2 separate regions of the Mus musculus genome follow, and region 1 is linked to region 2. Evidence: chromatin contacts called from public promoter capture Hi-C data. All regions are on one chromosome and are shown on one strand. The core of a region is the stretch at or near the end of the contact, and the rest is flanking DNA. Distances in the headings are between cores, read along the strand shown.

Region 1 (5,438 bases), core at 1,370-3,869, 130 kb after region 2:
CCCTGCTCAGAGATGAGCCAGTCCTCCCTGAGGGCGGAGGGAATGATTTAGGTGAGACCTAGGCTCCAGCCACTCTCCATGGCTGCCTTCCAGAACTGCTGCCCAATGCCTGCCCGGATCCAGGAGATCATAGTGGAGACACCTGCCTTGGCTTCTGAGCGGCAGAGGTGAGGGCGAGGCAGAGAGATGGGAGCAGGGCGGAGAGGAAAGGACCAGGGAGCTGGGGAGCGCTGAAGGCCTCTGGATCTGCAGGAGCCAGGAGTCACCTGACATGCCAATGCCTCTGCTCTCCATGCTTCGCATCAAGTCCGAGAACGGAGAGCAGGCCTTCCTGCTGATGATGTGGCCTGAGGATACCATTGGCGACGTGCGGAAACTCTTAGCACAGGCCAGGTGGGTATAGGGCAGGACTAGGGCTGCAGGGAGTTCCTGGCTCCACGGCCTGGCCTGATGTACTCTGCTGGCCATCCAGGGACATGGATTCAGCTGCCTTTGAGATCTTGAGCACCTTCCCGCCCACGGTCTACCAGGACGATACAGTGACTCTGCAGGCCGCAGGCCTGGTTCCCAATGCAACGCTGCTGTTGCGGACCCGCAGAGCCCTGCTGTCGAACCCCATCTCCCGCCCAGGCTCACTGCCCTGAATAAAGTGCCGCCCCTGACATAAGCTTCACAAGGCTCTCCAGAGAGGGGTTAGGCCTGTAACTGTAGGGAGGGGGTGGTAGAGATGCTCAGGCCTATAACTGGAGCCCCAGCCGGCATAGCCACTGACTCTTTGTCCCCTGGGTTCCTGTTCTCCAAGTTGTACTAAGTGAATCCAGTGGAGGGAGTGGCCAGCCCTAGCTGGGCTGACATTCTCTGTCTCAGCTGGGTCAGGGGAGCCTCAATGGGGGCGAGGCCTCTGAAGACAACCAGATGCATGTAGATCCACAAGCTCACATGGATACTTTCTCCAGAGTGTGCACAAAACCAGTGCCACAACTACCCCCATGGACCCAATCTAATACTGCTGCAGCTGTACACGCCCCCATCACCCCCCTACACTGAATCAGTCAGCTCCAACACGGGAGGCAGCCCGGGGGCAGCCACCCTCAGGCAGGCAGGCAGGCAGACAGCAGAACCTACATGGGAAACAGGGTGACTCAGCCATCATGGTCATGTGCTGCCAGCCAGCCATGTGTTCCACACACATACACACATGCACACGCACACGCAGCGGCAGCCCTGGGACAGTCCAAACACCACCAGAACTATCTGCCTCTGCCAGGCAGGGACCCGGACACCACAAGCAGTCAGCACCAGAGGAATGGACATTTAATTGTCTCTAGGGCACTCCTAGGATGGGGATGCGGGGCCTTTGGCAGAGCTCTGGCTGATGGAAGCAACAGAAATGCTCATCAGACAGGGCCAGGCAGAGAGGATGCCCCAAGGTGTGGCTGGGGACAGCCATCGTCAGGGCTTAAGACAATCTTTTGAGACTAGTTGGTGAATAAGGAATGTTGCCTCTGGAGGAAGAGGAGGCGGCTGCGGAAAGGGTCTGGGTCTGGGTTTGCAGATTAGGACGACAAGGAGTTGGTTACAAGGCCTGGTGAAGAGCTAGCTGGATAGGATCGGTGGCCATCCTGACTCAGGCCAGCTTCAGGAACTCCTGCAGTGTGTCCTGCTCCACGGCCTCCACGAAGAGTTCATAGTCCTGAGGAAGGGAGGCAGTCACCTGAGTCGAGGTGCAGGGCACCCCAGTTGTTTGCCCAGGTCTGACCCTGGCTGCAGTCCTCCAACACCTCCCAGAACCCAAACCCCATACCCCACAGTAGTGGTTCCCGTTGACAATCTGAGGTGGGGTAGCTTTGGGGTTGCCAGCCAAGGTTCGCATCTCATCTCGAAGGGCGTTGTCCTGGGAGATGTCCACTAGCTGGTATTGGATCCTCTTCCCATCTAGGATGCGGGTCACCTCACTCTGCTGGGACTTGATCTAGGGGCGGAGGATTGACAGGGTTGGCAGGCAAGCTGAAGGATTTGTGGGAGGAATTCCTTCGGGTGTGAGCAACAGCTTCTATCCTGCCCACTCTGAGGGGAGGTTCTGGCCACTAAGGGATGGGAAGGGTCCAAGGATAGACAGGTAAACTACTAGAGTTTCAGAAAGAAGACGGGCAAGTTCTGTGCATGACAGGGAAGCTAGACTCGGCGAGGGGCAGGCCCTCTCTACAAGACACATCTCCTCCTCCACAGCCGCACAGTGGAGAGGAAGCGGGATTAAAGCGGTCGGGGGTTGGTGCAAGAGAATGGATGGCCCTATACTGGGGGAATGAGCGTGGGCAGCTCACGCTGGGGATGCCGAGGGGCCCTTGGTGCGGGGGTTCAGGCTGGGCCCAGCCCTTGGACCAGACCTGGGAGGCCATACCCCGCACCTCACTGCTTCCATCGTGGGGGCGGCTCCCGGGCGCTGGTCGGAGCACAGAGACGGCCCACCCTCTCCGGGCGCCGGCCCAGGCACACACTTACTTCTCGGGAGCCGGTGACCGACGTGCTGTAGACGCGCAGGCCACTCATGCTGCAGGCGGGGGACACAGACCAACTGAGGGACGGTGGGAGCGGCAGCTGCACGGCTAGGAACTACGCTGCCGCCGCCGCGCTTGGGAGCGGTTTCCTTCCTGCTCCGCCCGCGAGTCACTGCTCTCGGGACCAATGAGCTGCGCAGGCGGGTAAGGCGGGGCCTGCATGACCCCGCCCTGCTCCGTGGCCTGGAGCCGGGAGGACCCCTGTCCTCTGCAGCTACTTGGCTCCCCCACTTCCCCCTCAGCCCCATGCTGGGGACCGGCTAAAAGGCAGAAAAAGCTGGGAAGGCAGGCGGACCGGTTCAGTTAAAAGCTTTCCCCAGTCTACCCGGGTTGTGTACATTCAGTGGCCAAAGCAGTGCCACCCAGGTCTCCCGGTCTCTTAATAGCACAGCTCAGTATGGAACTTTGGAAGGCGGGTCAGTTCGCAAGCTTAGACAGCAAGGGCCGGGGGGAAAGCTGTGGTGGGGCGCTGGAGGGCGGGGAGGGCCAGTGCAGCCAGGACATTTTCTCTAAAGCACCTCTCCACTCAAACAGGCTCAGACAAGAAAGGGGTGGTGGCTGTAAGCGAGGGGGTGGGGGAGCGGCTCACACCCTTCAGGAGCCAGGGGGAGGAAGTAGGCTGCGGGACAGCGAGCGTGCTAGTGTGCGGAGTCAAAGGCTGGTGCCCCGACTTAACCTGGCTTGCACTGGCCCTTGGCACAGCTATTTTTGGGGTGATCCCAACTTAACTCTACCTTTACATTGCAAATGACACCCCACATCTTTGAACTTTAAGAATTCAGCTAATGAGATGGAAGAGAGTCCAGCACCCATTCCAACTGTGGATCAAGCTCTGTCAGGTTCACTATAGGCCCCAAGAGTAGACCTGGGGCTACATAAATAATGGCGCAGGAACAACACAATTCTGCTGCCTGCTGAGGCAAACTGCCTGTCTGCTTCTGGGGAAGTCATTTCCTCAAAGCCACAGAAACCCAGAAGCTGCTGACCTCTGAGAGGTGTGCAACTTTGTAGTGACAACTGGCGGCGGTTGCTCTCTGCAACACAGGAGTGTGGGCAGAGACTAATCTGTCGCCACCCAGAGCAGAAGTGGGAAGACTGAGCCTCCACACTGGATCTGCCTAAACTCACTTCAAAAGAGTCACAGGCAGGCTGGCAGGGGACGCTGGGAGGCACTAGGAAACCGGAGTGTTTGTTAAATGTTTTATTCTGTAATCAAAATAGGCAATACAAACCAGTCGACTTAACAAAGAGTCATATAAATAACTTTATAAACTTTACGAAGAAAAATACCCGTGAGCATGGAGGCTGGGCTCCCGATAACAGGGTGGAAACCAACCAGGAAGCTCTGTTTTAAGGAGGCAGCAGCCCGGAGGCTGAGGGGATGGTCAGCTGGGTGTGATTACTCTGAAAGGTAAGCCACTCCATAAGAAAACATAAACTTGTTAAAACACTGGCAAAGCGGCCCCTCAGGCCCTGGAGGTCCATGGTGCTGTTAACAGCCCCAAGGCTTAGCAGAAGTCCTGTCTGCACCCCCACAACTACTTTACTCCTCATACATACAGGGCCCTTGGATCCAAACTAGAGGAGGTTGAGGGCTGGCCAAATAACCAGATACAACTGAGACGATCCCTAAATTGGGAGGCAAGAAAAACCAGAAAGCTAAGGCTCAAAGGCCTTAGAGAAACACAAAACACCAGAAAACACTCAACACTTTTTTTTTATCTTAGGTGCTCCGAACTGTCAAGGTTAGAGCAGGAAAAGGGAACCCTCCTAACCCCAAATGAGAGGCACAGTTCAGAGGACAGCGACAGCGCCCAGCCTTAGGAAGGACTGAGCAGCCACAGCCACCCTGTGCTCTTACGGGGGAAACTCATGTCCAACCCGGGAACCACGAGGCAACCACAGAGGAGTCTGTACTCCTAGACGACATAGCGGACCCAAGCACATGCCCACATGCCCAAGGTTCTAGGGACAGACAATGGGTAGCTAGGAAGAGTTTCCTGTAAAAGATGGCCCAGCAGGCAGGCCGAGGAGCCCTGCCATGGTCCCCAAGTCAGTGATCATAGTAGGGGCTCTGCTGAGAGGTGGATAACCCTGAGGCCTCTGTGGGAACAACAGCCCTGAGGAAACAGGTACCTGAGAAAACCCAGAAAGCCAGCTGAGTTCTCAGAAGACTGATACAAGGGGCCTGAGAATTCTTAAAAGGTTGCTACTCCTACTTTACCCTTTAGGCCTCTCTTAAAAGAGCATCAGTAGGACCAAGGTATGGATAGGAATGAACATGGATCCGTCCTGGAGGATGGAGGGGAGGCCAGCAGCCTGTTTGCTTCTCATGCCAGGTTAGAGCTGGGAACAACTTGTGAGGACTTTATCAGTTGAAATCTGCAAAAAGGTTAATTAGTAACTCAGTCTTTAAGAGTGAATTAAGATAACAAGCAAAACATAACCCAATAAGGCAAAGCCAGAGAACAGCAAAACAGGCAGGCTTCTCACAACCCTGGGACAAGATACAGGCTCTCCCCTCTGGGTGCAGCAGCTGAAGGCAGAACTCTCAGGGAAGGAACCTTCTGGCGAGGCAGCAGCAGCCTAAGTCCTCCCTGGCACTCCTCACTGTGTGGCACAGTTTTCTCCCATGTCCTGGGCATATCTGTCTGACAGGCTGGTCCTTAAGTCCTCAATGTCATGGCGCAGCTGTTGAACCTCTTCTAGTTTCCTCCTGATCACATCTGGCTTTTGTAGATCTAGCTGCGTCCCTGGGTGCTGGGTGGCTGAGGAGGAGAGAGTTTCAAGAGTGTCAGAAAACGAGGTGATTGAAACATTCACGAAGAACGGGCAGAATACAGCAGTTCAGCAAGCGCATCACCTTAGGGCACAGCCTTC
Region 2 (5,203 bases), core at 2,077-4,576:
CAGTTCTTTTTTTTTTTTTTTTTTTTAAAGATTTATTTATTTATTATATGTAAGTACACTGTAGCTGTCTTCAGACACTCCAGAAGAGGGAGTCAGATCTTGTTACGGATGGTTGTGAGCCACCATGTGGTTGCTGGGATTTGAACTCTGGACCTTCGGAAGAGCAGTCGGGTGCTCTAACCCACTGAGCCATCTCACCAGCCCGATATACCACAGTTCTTAAACTCCATTTCCTCACTGCAAAGCAGAGACTGACTAGGCAAGCTGGCCACTGTGACGACGAGCGAGCAGTACACTGGGCTGGCAGGCATCTGGGGGGGACAGACTGTGATGCTTTAGGGTACACAGGCATGACCTAGCTGGATCACGCCAAATCGACCTTTTATTTTCTGAGGAATTTCACACTGACTAGACTACATTCCCCTCAGCCATGTAGGAGGGTTCTCTTGTCCTTACCAAAGCCTGTTGTTTTTTGGATTTTTATGAAGACGTATTCTGACTCAGGTAAGACCGTTTTTTCTATAACTGTCTATGGATGAATCTGTGGCTCATATACGTCTGTGTCCCACACATGAGCCGGTCCTGGAGTCACACAGTGAGTGGCCCAGTGGGTGCTGGAAATTGAACCTGAGCCCTCTGCATGAACATCAGGTCCTCTTAGCAACGGAACCTCCTCTCTAGCTCTGTCTAACCTGATCTAAGTGAGTTTTGACTTTTATTTAGCTTGTACCTACACATACTAATACTTTTTTTTCAGTTACTTATTGACCCATCTGTGTCTCTTCGTTTTAAATCTGTTCAATTGATTTAACTCTTTGATTGACTCATCAGTTTGGTCATTAATTTTTTTTTAAGTACATTTATTTATTTAGTGTGAGTGTGTATGTGTGTGTATGTCTGCAACTGTGGAGGTCAGAAGACAGTTTTTAAGAGTCCGTTCTCTATAAGAAGACTGTGGTCCCAATCCCTTCAGTTGGGATGGTATGGCTTAGGGGATGATTTACAAATAAATATGGTCTTAGAAAGGGAAAAACAACAAAAAAAAGAAGCTTCGACTGAGGGATCTCTATCTCTCCTTTCTTCTTTTCTTTTCCTTTCTTTCTTTCTTTCTTTCTTTCTTTTTCTTTTTTCTTTTTTTTTTTTTTAAGAGACCAGACCTCTGTTTAGGCAGGGAATAGAAAGTGAGATGTCAGTAGAAGAAAGAACTCTGGGAAAGAAGGAGGGGAGAGCTTTGCTGGGAAGACATCATGAACAGGATGCGTGCACCTGAGTATAGGTGACCAGCCAGGTGGCACAAAGTAGGCTCAAATAAATGGCATAGTTTAAATTATATCTAGTCAGAGAAGAGCCTGGCTATATGACCAAGGTATTTGTAAATATATTTTGAAGCGGAGTCTTGTTTCTGGGAGCACGAGGGTGGGAGGACGAACCAGGGCCTGACTTCTACAGCTCTCTCCTTCTGCCATGTAAGCTGTGAGAGCCGAATCCAGGTTGCCACACTTGGTGGCAAGAACCTTTATCCGTTGAGCCATGAGCCATCTCTCACGCTCATCCCTCCTCTCTCCTCTGCCTTTGTCTCCTACACTTATTTTTGCCAACACGAGGCAAAGTTTCCTAAGGAGAGAGTTTTCATTTTTTGGACTCCCTGTGATTATTTGACATTTGTAGGTATGTGGAAATACAAGGCTTACTGACGCAAATTCACTGTTAAAACACTGCTCGACAGTCTGTATCTAAAAACTAAAGCCAGGCTGACTGGCTTGCATCCAAACCTCTCTCAGGCACAGAATATGACATGGCTGTGACTCCTGATGGGGGCCTTTGATGGTTGAGCTGGTAAAGGTACTTGTCCCAAAGCCCGATCCTGAAAGCTGTTCTCTGTACTCTAAATGTACACTATATATCACCATACTAAGATAAATAACGGACTGGCACTAGATATTGTGCCACGTTCTTTGTGTATTTCTTTTTTTTAATCCTCAAAAAAGACAAGTTTGTTAAGCCACATGGTTGGTAAATAACAGTTTTCCTCACGGATGTCTGTCTCTAGAGCAGATGGTTAAAGTTTTAACCATCAAAGAACCATTAACTCAGAAGACACTGCAAGGAGAAACCGATGGAAACGCTGGGGCAGTGGTTCTCAGCTGTCCTTATGCTGTGAGCCTGGGATATAGCGCCTCAGGTGCTGACTTCAACCATGAGAGTATTTGCACTGCTACTTTATAACTGCCATTCTGGTACTATCGGAAATCGTAATGTCAGATACCTGATATCCGACCCTGTGAAAGGGTTGTTCAACCTCTGAAGGGGTTGGGACCCACAGGTTGAGAACTACAACTCTAGTGAGACAAATTTCTGTTCCCTCCCATTCAGAGTCACAGTCTCTCTTCCTTTTTCAAACTCAGAGTCTTGTGAATACCAAGAAAGCACCTGACCAGTGAGCTCTTTTGACACTCTCAACGGCACAATTCAGTTTTCCAGAAGGAAAATCTAACAGTCTATGTGATCTAATGATATTAAGAGACCCTGATTGGCCTTAAAAAAAAAAAAAAGTCACACAGTACAATAAATACTAGAAATGCAGCCCTTCAAACTACATTATAATTTCAAGATTCTCTCTTTACTAAATTCTACTTCATTGGGATTGCTACAATTTAATAATGAACTACTCAACTATCCAAAAGGTCAACTTTTCCCCCGGGGTACTGCTCACCTTTATGATGTTAGCACAGAACCGTTCCCACAGTGACAGCTCTCCTTCTTTGATCCATGACATAGTTCTTGCTATGTCAGAAATCACACAAGAACAACAACAACAACAAAAAACAGCCAGATAACCTTGAATAAATGAAAAGAGAGAGAAGTCATCCTTGCTTGCAATAAAACTGACTAAAGAGACTCTGCTGGACTGTGGCAGGCAACACGCGTCTGAATCCAGAGACTGTTCTAATCCGCTCAGGCCTCTACAAGCCAACGGGAGACCTTTGGAGCAAGGTAGTTCCCACTTTCTTATCCTTACGTGCACTGATTTCTTCCAAATATCCTGCCACATCATGGTACCTACATCTTGCTTGGTCAATCCCCACAACTTCCTTCTCTATTGCCCCGCAAACCATTGCTCACTCTAAGCTAACCAATCACTACCCTCCTTGGATGCCGCATCTGTTACCTCAATGGTCACTCTCCCGGCTGGACTTTAGTGTTTCCCGCAGCTAACTCCACATCCAGCTTCCCCTCCTCTGGGTCTCTGTGTTTACTCCCCACCTAGGACGCAGGAGAAGGCGCTTTTCCACCACTCCCGGGCGACTTACGACTTGGCGCTGAAAGAACACGTCACCTCTACGTGATTGGCTCCGCCTCCTCCGTCCGTGGTGGGCGGGGCCGCCCCTGCGTACTCGGGGGCGGAGCGGTGCGAGTTCTTGCGAGTTGGCTATTGGTGGCCGCTCTCGCGGGGCGTGGAAACAGCGCCTGGGAGGCCGAGGTCACGTGAGCCGATACTCCTACCTCTTGGGTCTCCTATTGCAAGCCCTGCACGTTAGGCGAGTTGAGCCTGAGGGATCGAGATGTGTTCGGCCCACGCATTTGCGTGGTCTCAGGTGTTGTGGCAGTTTGTTAGGGAGAGAGGATGCGGTTGCTCCACCTCAAAATTGAGTTTCTCTATGGATGATCGCAGTGCTTATATTATGGGAGACACGGTAATGTCGTATTTTGACAGTCCTCCTACCTCAGTCTCCCCAACTGCTGGGGATATGGACGTAAACCATGGAAGTGAACTGCGTTTATTTAAAAATTTGTCTTGGGCTGGAGAGGTGGCTCAGAGTTTAAGAGTACCGACTGCTCTTCCAGAGGTCCTGAGTTCAATTCCCAGCAACTACATGGTGGCTCACAACCATCTGTAATGGGATCTGATGCCCTCTTCCGATGTGTCTTAAGACAGCGACAGTGTACTCACATACATAAAATTAATCTTTAAAAAAACAAAATTGTCTTAAAAGTGTTCTTTTAGCCGAAACTGATGGCACGTCGTCACTGAACTCAGCACTCAAGGCTGAGGCCATTTGAATTAGTTAATGTCTTTTCTGCTACGTAGTAAATTTAGTCACCCTGATCTAGGGGATACTGTCTCCTCAAAAAATTCTGACGTGTTTTTTTACTTGTCGCCTTTTAATGCTGCTAACGCATCAGAAGGGTTTCTTGCGCTGGTCACTTTTGGGGAGCGATGCAAAGCAACTTTATAATTTGCAGATTCCGAAGACCCACGTTAATGAACTTAGGAGGACAAGTCAGAAAGAGCTTTACTCTTAGGACTTCCAAAACCACAATCCGTAGCATTTGGGAATAGAGCCCTAGTGGTAGAGTTCTTGCCTAGCAGGCTAGAAGCCCTGGGTTCAGTTTCCAGCCCAGTATAAAAAAGCATGGTGGCAGCGAATGCAGGGCAATCAGCAGTTTAGGTCACCTAGGGCGTTTGAGGCTAGCGTGGCCTACACAGGAAAACTCAACCTCAAAACTAAACAAAAATAGAAACAATCTTAAACATACAACAAAACACCATAAGCCACTTGTGGAGAGCTTTGGGGGTCAAGCAAGAACTCAAAAGCATTAGCTGTATAGCTAGTCTGAAGGACTTTTAGATACCTAACAGAACAAACTTGGGCCTGGACTGGGCTTCGGGAAACTTGCCTCCTCAAAAGTATTATCATCATCATCCATTGTCTTGCCTCTTGATGTATTTAATGATACAGGGAAGAAGTTGTTCTGCTTTCACACACACACACACACACACACACACACACACACACACACACACACACACACACACAAGCCAAAAAACTGAACTTTCAGTATCTGATGCAACTAGTATTTCTTTCAAATCATACTTGCATCTGTAATAGGGTTTCACAATTCCAACGAACCTTTTTTTTTTTTTAAAACTTTTGCCCCGTAGGCTCAATGACACAGGGTAAGATGTCACCTGTCGAGCTTTACCTGAGGAAGGCACAAAACGTGCATGACTCAACAAAGCTGTAGAGATGAATGGCCCATTCATCAGCTCTCACTTGTCCTCCCTTTGTGAGCCCTGAAGCTTCTGCCAATAACACCATTTTCTCAGGAAGACCTCTTAGCTCACAGAAGCCTAGTAGTTAGCGACGCTGGGTTTTAACTTTTGGTGCAATTAGCTAAAGGGTCACAACCCCCCTGCTCT

Evidence for each region. Promoter capture Hi-C pulls out the DNA fragments that hold promoters and counts their contacts.
Region 1: a promoter capture Hi-C map of second pharyngeal arch cranial neural crest shows a contact between it and region 2. The contact joins the promoter of Sh3bgrl3 here to the promoter of Dhdds in region 2. A contact is called at or near these places in 22 of 39 promoter capture datasets (the 3T3-L1 cell line, 3T3-L1-derived adipocytes, the C10 cell line and 13 more), 4 of 484 Hi-C or Micro-C datasets (B cells, CD4 T cells, bone marrow-derived macrophages and 1 more), 23 of 115 datasets of contacts at active chromatin or transcription factors (the 230-238 cell line, the HPC-7 cell line, the SCID.adh cell line and 12 more) and 6 of 9 other capture datasets (adipose tissue, bone marrow-derived macrophages, embryonic stem cells and 3 more).

What each region holds. Positions count from the first base shown.
Region 1 is chr4:134,126,114-134,131,551 of GRCm38.p6, forward strand. Sh3bgrl3 (SH3 domain binding glutamic acid-rich protein-like 3) reads right to left here and starts at 2,620. Exons shown (of 3, transcript NM_080559.2): 1 at 2,503-2,620; 2 at 1,805-1,972; 3 at 1,293-1,693. The coding sequence starts at 2,550. The coding sequence ends at 1,628. Cep85 (centrosomal protein 85) reads right to left here. Exons shown (of 14, transcript NM_144527.3): 14 at 3,745-5,326. The coding sequence ends at 5,166. It overlaps Ubxn11 (UBX domain protein 11), which reads left to right. Exons shown (of 15, transcript NM_026257.3): 13 at 94-167; 14 at 253-393; 15 at 473-667. The coding sequence ends at 644.
Region 2 is chr4:133,997,556-134,002,758 of GRCm38.p6, forward strand. It overlaps Dhdds (dehydrodolichyl diphosphate synthase), which reads right to left and starts at 3,327. Exons shown (of 9, transcript NM_001362959.1): 1 at 3,170-3,327; 2 at 2,714-2,838. The coding sequence starts at 2,776.